Regions from separate parts of the Mus musculus genome. Here region 2 is linked to region 1. Evidence: chromatin contacts called from public promoter capture Hi-C data. All regions are on one chromosome and are shown on one strand. Each heading gives the region's core, a stretch centred on a gene start, on an enhancer-like site or on the middle of the called end of the contact. The rest is flanking DNA. Distances are from core to core; before and after follow the strand shown. Region 1 overlaps Zbtb20 (zinc finger and BTB domain containing 20). Region 2 overlaps Zbtb20 (zinc finger and BTB domain containing 20).

Evidence for each region. Capture Hi-C pulls out chosen DNA fragments and counts their contacts.
Region 2: a promoter capture Hi-C map of liver shows a contact between it and region 1. The contact joins two enhancer-like sites. A contact is called at or near these places in 4 of 484 Hi-C or Micro-C datasets (embryonic stem cells, liver, muscle stem cells and 1 more) and 1 of 9 other capture datasets (liver).

Annotation. Positions count from the first base shown.
Region 1 is chr16:43,233,704-43,237,951 of GRCm38.p6, reverse strand. All of the region lies in intron 3 of Zbtb20 (zinc finger and BTB domain containing 20), which reads right to left. Among named protein-coding and RNA genes, the nearest start is that of Gm25873, 110 kb to the right of the region's middle. Within about 2 kb of position 2,556, at least 65 of the 459 cell types and tissues checked have an H3K27ac peak or open chromatin away from gene starts, as enhancers often do. A contact at or near this core is called in liver, where this site is marked.
Region 2 is chr16:43,377,614-43,381,861 of GRCm38.p6, reverse strand. The region is part of intron 4 of Zbtb20 (zinc finger and BTB domain containing 20); the gene reads right to left. Among named protein-coding and RNA genes, the nearest start is that of Gm9968, 16 kb to the right of the region's middle. Within about 2 kb of position 2,096, at least 4 of the 459 cell types and tissues checked have an H3K27ac peak or open chromatin away from gene starts, as enhancers often do. A contact at or near this core is called in liver, where this site is marked.

The sequences.
Region 1 (4,248 bases), core at 1,307-3,806:
AGATAGAGTAGTACCATCTAGGAATTCTATCAGCTTATAGTTACTTCTGTATTCTAATGCTGCAATCCACTTCTCCCACGGCAATAAAGCTGACCCACACTCCTCCCACATCACAGGGATTACAGCAGTGCTTGAGTCTGGTCTCTGCATGCCTTCTGCAACTCCAGAGGTGAGCAGCTGGACTACGTTCTTGTTCCAACAGTCACCACCTTCTATTTCTCTAAGTCACTGTGAGTTTCTCCAACAACAAGCTTAAAACTCAACCAAAAGCAGATCACCAATACCTTGTCATGAGTTCATGTCATTCTACAATACTTTGCTGTTACTGCCCATGTATCAGAGGTAGTAATAGTATTTTCTTAAAAGACAAAAAGTGTGGCCATGCTAAGCTATTCTATAATCCAGCGTGCTGAGTATTAAGATCTTCTGCAGGACTTTGGCTCAATTTTTCAAGCCTTTCCAATTCCTCATAATGCTGTGATACTCATAATAAAGAAGGCAGATGGTTTGTTCTCTGAACATATGCTTTAAGTGCCCTCTTTGCTATTTCAAAATAATGGACCAACTTTAGCCTCTAATACTCACCGAAAACTTTAAAGAGGCTGCCTCATGAAATCTGAGGAAATCTGGTCGAGGGGGAAGTCAATCTTAAACAAAGTATATTTTCTAAACTTTCTTTGAGCTCTATTCTACATATTGAAACAAACTAATATTGAAGTAACATAGAATACAGTAAGGAAAGTCACCTAACTAGTAACATATTTTCTAGTTCAAGGAATGGATTAGAAGGCAGAAAAAAATTGTTTTATTTATTTATATTTTAAAATGGTGAGTTTCTGAAAGCGAATGCAGTTGACTGTGATTTAATTTCTGTGTACCTGCTGGATTTTCCATTTTTATTATTCCTACTCCTATTCCTATCATGTCGATATTTTATTCTTAAAGCACTTTACAATTATTAATTAGTTAATTTGGTCTAAATTACATTTATGCTTTTGTTTTAAATCCATGCTACTCATAGTTATTATAAGCCTAAAATGCTATTTCGCCAGCCAATTATTCTCATCTCAAAAACAGCTTGTTGTTGATGACAGCACCTTTTCTAAGTTTTCAAAGAACATTTAATACATGGCCAGTACATACACATTATTTCTGGATGCTTTTCACATAATCTAACTGCACTTATAAAAAAGTATATCTGTTTAATATCTACATTTTATACATGAGCCTTCAACTCCTTTTATATTTCCACGCCTTTCATTTAGTTTTGAAAAAGACATTAAAGTTGTTTCTTATATCTTACAATGACCTCAAAAGTGAGGAGTCTGAGCAACATTCCAGATGAAACACACACACACACACACACACACACACACACACACACACATTTTGGTTACTATAAGAGCTAGAAGCCTAACAACAACTTCCAAACGTTCGTGTTCCTGTAGAAATCTCAACACGGACTAACTATCTAGGTCCTAATGTAAAACAGTGTTTACTTTTAAAAATCCATGCAACAGTTTCCCCACATGTGTTTGGGACACTGTTAAGACGCATCATAATTAACAGTGTTGAAAATAACAACAGATCTTTAAATCCAGTCATCGTTTTATACATAGTCACAAATATCTGAGCAAAATGAAAACTATTTTTAGGACAAAACGTTAACTTTTTCTTTTGCTGATAAAGACAAATAACTTGAGAAAACACCCTTTCCTTTTCACGACTCTCACTTTCACAATAAATGCAGCACGGAAACTAAATTCTCAACTTAGAACTATGCTGAGCTGTATAAACAACTCAGCAGACTCACAGAAACACTCCCCATCCTCTGCTTGGTCTTTCACTTCCCAGGCATACACAATCACACTTACCTGCACAAGCCTCAAACATCAGTCTATGGGTGGTTTTTTGAAATGAACTCTGTACCGATGCATTTTTCTGTGTTTCTTTCTAACCCTCGGGAATGTTAAGAATTTAGGAAGAGAGCCACAGTTTAAGAGCGCAATTATTTGCCAGTAAATACTCAATTTGCTTGTCCTGTGATTTTTCTTCTAACTTGCATATTCAATAATCCGTCCCTGACTGCGTCACGAGCACAAAAAGTCTTTTCTCTAAAGGAGAACACTTTCGCCAATCAACCTTCAGCCATGCCAGGGCACAGCTCGTCAGGGTGATTTGTTAGCTTTAATTAATAATTCCTCATGCTGGCCATTTCACAAATAACACAGTCAGAAGGCGACGCAGGATGGCTGTACTTCAGGGCGATCAAAACACAGTGGAATGGGGGTGTAGAGGAGTGGGAGAAATTCACATCTACTCAGACTCTTTCAGATTACAGTATAGAGGCCATCGCAGCTGAATTACCACACTATGTCCACCAATTTGTATTCAGATGGAAGCCATATGTTCTTCCACTTTTATCTGCTAGGGCCTCCCAGTGCCAACACCATTACTGGACAGACAACATTTACAAAGGAGGTCTCTAGCCCCGGGATTGCACAAGTTTACTGCAGGTGAAGTTGAGAAATCAGACATATACAGTACTCAGTGAGTTTGTGTAACAGCCTGGAACACAGAAGTACAAGTCGCGAGTGTCAGATTTTCTCTTGCTAGGCTGGGTGATACTGGACATTTCTGTTAGCCTTTAACAAAATCCTCAGGCCTGGACCGACCTCAAAACAGTCAAGTAACAATGGAGCGTTTGTTCAGGTAGGGCACAGTTATTGACTTCTAAGCTATGCATCGCATATTTTATTAAGGCCTAAGAATTTTGGCTGAAAAACAAAACAAAACAAAACTCTGACTTTCCCAGCTTGCTGACACAATCCACACATCTTTTCAAAGCACATCAATAACAGTGCTTGAACAAGGCACCAAAGCAGGTAGCATGTAAAGAGAAGTGAGAATTAGGAACACTGTTCCATGTGGCTCCATCACGGCGTCACTCATGAACAGCACACGGGTAGCCCTGCTCTAAAACATACACACAGTGTAAACAAGGTCGGACAACACAAAACAAAACACTAAAACAGCCAATTGCTAACAAAAAAAAAAAAAACCATTTCAACAATAAGAAATATCCCTCAAAGCAACTAGACAAGTCAGAAGCATAGCACTATGTCCATAGTTAATTTCAAAAGGCTCACAAATCCTGGAGAAAAACAAAAACACAGAGGAGATTATAGTCATGCCCCTTATCTGATGTGTGTGAAGGCAAACTCATTAATTTGTTAGATACATATTTATTGACAATCTCTTCTGTATCAGAAACTGGATAATACCAGTACTGAGAGAATAAGGGACAGGCTTTGCCTTCAAGAAGCTTATAATTTAATCACTACAGCTTAAAAGAAAACATGCACCTCTAAACAGAAAACTGTCAATGTAGCACAAACATACAAGAAAGCATGAAACAGAGCTCTTAGACATGACACATTAACTGCATCTAAAGGTAGAATTGCAGTGTCAGTGGTAGGGAAGAACATTCTACAGGCAGGCAAACCTTTGAACTTTTTTAAAAAAAACTATTACTAGAATCAGATTAACAGTTCTAGGAACTGAGGGATTTAGTGAATAGTAATTTCAGATAAATGCTTTAGATAGTAAACAGCTCAGGATTTAAAAACAAATCTATTAAGGAACAAAGTCCTTCTCAAACCATGATGACTGCCATCATCAGGATGGTATATTGCAACAATATTGGTATATCCCCAACACAGGCACAAATAAGAGTGTGCACTGTCCTTCTCTCTATCAATGCATTCCTGTTATCTCAGGCAAGTAGAGGATGTAGGCACACATCCTGTTTTCCTACTCATTTGTCTTTTGTTCACCAAATGCATACATGCATACTCTGTTTGTATTGTGTCAGAAGATAAATCATATTTGCATGGCTATTATAAGAAGGGAAACTATGTATTTACTTAGTGGTCACAGATACATTCTAGTCAGAGATCACATGCTATGTATTACAAATGATTGCAAATGATAAGGGGGTGGGGTGGGGAACGGTCTATCCTAACGTGGCATCTAGAGCTTGTAAATCCTCTTGGAAACTGGATGACATTCTCAATTCTATTGAACATTGTTTTATATCATTTTCAGAATGTAAAGAAGCACCTAGAATACCAAACTTACAAACTGGTCATACATTGCCAGTTAAAGAATTTGTATCGTTCATTTATCCATTTACTAAATATTTATCAAGCTTGTACTATCTATTCATGTAACACTTATATATAATAA
Region 2 (4,248 bases), core at 847-3,346, 140 kb before region 1:
TAATGATCCCTCCTCAGCTGATCGCCATGATTCATCTTTTGAGGTTAATCATATCACAGGATTTGGACAAGAACCTCACCAGCTCCTAATCATATCAGCACTAGTCCTTCATTATCAATGATAACAATCTTCAGCCTTGCTTCCAGGTGGATCGTAAGAGTGGCTCACAGAGGAATCGTGAGCAGGGTTAGACGCCACAGACACATGTGACAAAGGCTGCCATGACTTATTAGTCACATAGCTAGTTCACACCCCAGGGACAGAGACAGTCCTCCACTGCAGGGGTCACTCTAATAAGTCTCTTGAAGGTCCCTGCTGAATGTTAGGAGTTTCTCATTCCTGTCATCTTAAAAATGCCTCTTTCCCAGCAGCACTTCCTTGTTTGCTTCATATAATCCAGTTGTAGTTTTCTTTTGCTTTTTTAGGAACAGTCTTGTTCTGTAGACCTGGCTGGCCTAAGACTTTTTATGTAACTCAGACTGGTCTCAAACCCACAGCAATACTCTCCGGCCAGCCTGTCTCTCCTTTTCAGTACTCTACTGTACTTCCTGTTTCTGATATGTGCACTTATTCATTTCCCTGTCCTATTGAATTCCACAGTTAGCTTTTGAGTAGGCATTGCGTCTCCCTGTGGTTTTACTCAGCATTGTATCTCCAGCATCTCCAAGGGTTGTTAAAGAGGATTTTTAAAATGAAGGCAAAGTAAAGAAGGATAAGGAAACATTAACTGGGTATGGAGAAAAGCTTTTTGTATAAACCTCTCCCCAATCTTAATACTTTAAAGTTATCCCAAACTCATGAAGTAACTTTGCTTACTATTACAGGAACAGTAGTCATATGTCTGTGTGTTAGAGATCTAAGAATGATGGTAGAGGAAACCCATACTGCTCCTGGATGCATAGTTATCCTCAGCCTCCCACATGTAGGCATACGCTAGCATGTTTCATGAAAAATTTCACATACAGTCAGACAGACAGATACACACACACACACACACACACACACACACACAAAAGCGAGCGAAAGAGAGTGCAAATTTCTGTATGTTCAAAAAAATAATTCCAAAAGCAAATTTTTCAAAAATAGACAAGATGGGAAATTCTGAAGCTTATATAGTTATTATTAACTGTATTATATAAATAGCAAGAAGCCAGTAGGAATAAAAATTTGAAGTCAATAGAAAAAGAAGGAGATGAACTATCCTATAGAAGACTATATCAAAAGATGCTTAGTAGCAGATAATGGAAAAATGAAAATTAACACTACACAGAGATACCATTTGCTGTCAACATGATTGGATCAAATCATGGGGTTTAATGGTATTTTTGGATACTACTAATAGGGTACAAGAAGATCTAACCCTGGTTGGGTCACATTCTCAAAATTTCACAAGGGTACATCCCTTCAACCAATAATTATACCTTTAAAATTTGTCTCAGAGAAAAACCTGCACATCTATCATGTATGCAGCAGAGTACAGCTTGATATGATAGGAAAAATTTATCAGTGGGGACAGCAGAATGAACAGTAACATATTTATATATCAGAACACCATGCAACCAAAACAAATATGCAAAAAAATGCAGTGGTCCAGAATGATCTCCAAAACACAGTGGAGACTGTGAGATGTAGCCTGGAAGGCAGGACTGAAAACCGTGAGTGGACTGCCTCTGTGAGAGGGGAGCTGAAGGCATACCCATGACTGAAGAGGCCACCAAAAGGTCACATCAGCAATCAGCTCATGAACTGATTACATAAGGAAGCTGCTCAGGACAAACAAGGAACTGGGGGGAAAGAGACAAGAGACAAGGCTTTTCATACAGTTTTGATGAGTCTCTCTGTCTCTGTCTCTCTGTCTGTGCATGCGTGTCTATGTGTGAAGATCAGAGGTCAATAAAAGGTGTCTTCCTCCATCACTCTCAACCTATTTGACTTATTTAGAGTCTCTCGATGGACCTGGAGCTCAACCCTTTGTCTAGAGCACCTAGACATCTCCTGGGAGCCTTTTATTTCCACCTCCAGAGAGCTGGAGTAGATGTGCTTGCATGGTGCCTGGCTCTTTATGTGAGTTCTGCGGACGTGAACTCAGGGAGGCATGTTAGCATGGCAAGCAGTTTACTGGCTGAGCCCTAGTATTTACTTTTGAAATGTGACAAATATTGATCTTTCTTAGAATGGGGAACAAAATACCCATGGAGGGAGTTACAGAGACAAAGTTTGGAGCTGAGACGGAAGGAGGGACCATTCAGAGACTGCCCCACCTGGGGATCCACCCCATATACAACCACCAAACCCAGTCACTAGGCAGATTCCAACAAGAGCTTGCTGACAGGAGCCTGATATAGCTGTCTCCTGTGAGGCTCTGCCAGTGCCTAGCAAATACAGAAGTAGATGCTCACAGTCATCCATTGGACGGAACACAAGGTCACCAATGAAGGAGTTAGAGAAATACCCAGGGAGCTGAAGGGGACTGAAGCCCCATAGAAGGAACATCAATATGAACTAACCAGTAACCCCAGAGCTCCTTGGAACTATACCACTAATCAAAGAAAACACATGGTGGAACTTGTGGCTCTAGCTGTGTATGTAGCAGAGGATGGCCTAGACAGTCATCTATGGGAGGAGAGGCCCTTGGTCCTGTGAAGGTTCTATGCCCCAGTATAGGGGAATGCCAGGACCAGGAATGGGACTGGGTGGGTTAGGGAGCAGGGGGAGGGGGGAAGGGATAGGGGATTTTCAAAGGGAAAACTAGGAAAGGGGATAACATTTGAAATGTAAATAAAAAAATATCTAATAAAGAAAACCAACCAAACAAAAAACCAAAAAACAAAATCAAAAAACAAAACAAAACAAAACCCCCAAAACAAAAAAACCTAAAGAGATCTTTACTGGCTTGGTGAAGACAGGATGGTGTCTCAGCTCCAAAGGGTTCCCATCAGTCTTAGCCACTGTCAGAGCTAACATTTGGTGAGTGTGCTAAAGCTTTATTTGGCCTCGTTGGACTACAAAATACCCCCACTCATCCCCTTTCCGTTTTGTAGAATTCTATGGTGCTATAAAACAGCGGAGCCATTCTATGTCCTAAGGAATTATCAGTCAGATGCTAAGGTGACAGTAACATGCTCAGCCTGAGAGCTGGGTGAGCCCTCCTGAGCGGCCTAGGCTGATTTCTCACGGTCTGTTCTGGGTGTTGAATGAAAAACAAGGGATGTCCACTTGTTGCTATGTAAAAAGAAAACCACACTTTTTGAGGAGTTTAAGTATATGAGATTATTAAAAGTTAGTATTTCTTACTAATTAGGTAATATTTATCAAGCTTCTAAGGCACTTGTGTGATGGTTTTAGTATGTGAGAAAGGTTAATAATGTGGGCAGATTGTGACATCCAGCTGATGATGTGTATCAAGTACTTGAGGGGACCCTAAAAGAGAAATTGCCTTCACTAGCAGGTTGTAATTAATAGTCATTTACCAGCAACCCATATTTGGTAATAAGCCACATCCTCACTTTCTGGTAGAAATGAGAGCATCACTACTTTAATCAGTTTCCCACAGGTTTCCTCATGTTGTAGTCAGAGTACTGCCTGTAACAATGTAGACATCAGGAAAAGGAGGAGGCATAAAAGCACCTGTTTGATTTCCCAGTTTCTCTGTTCCTTTACAATTCTAGTAAAAAGAAAACCAGTATGCTATCCATATTGTCAAAGATTTCCATCCTGAGTTCTGTTTCTACCTTAGGAGATGATTTCAAAAGGAAAAATTAGGGATGAAGGGAATATTGGATTTTTTCCATTCATTCATTCATTCATTCATTCATTCATTCATTCATTCTAACCAAATGCCTAATATGTCCTAAATATTTTGCTAGCATTTGTAATAACAAGATGAAAGACACAGTCTCTGTTTTAAAATATTTCTGTGTTGTAAGAAAAAGGAAAAATAAATATCCAACTAATTAGAACATAGAGTGATAAGCACTTGTAATTAAGTTGAGCATCAATCTCCAAGGGAGAGCAGAGGTGTGGGACTGTGCCTTTTAATGAAGAAGCTGAATAAATGAGGAAGTTTTGAGGAGATGGTGCCTTCAATGGAACGTGAAGGATGGAAGGAACTGGATAAATCACAGTCGATGGGGAGGGACACCAGGTAAATGCAACTGGAAAGATTTAAAAGGCACAGAGCAAGGCAGAGTGTGGCCCACTGAGGAAGCCACAGGTACTGTCAGATAGTGCAGTACCTGTCTAGTGCTG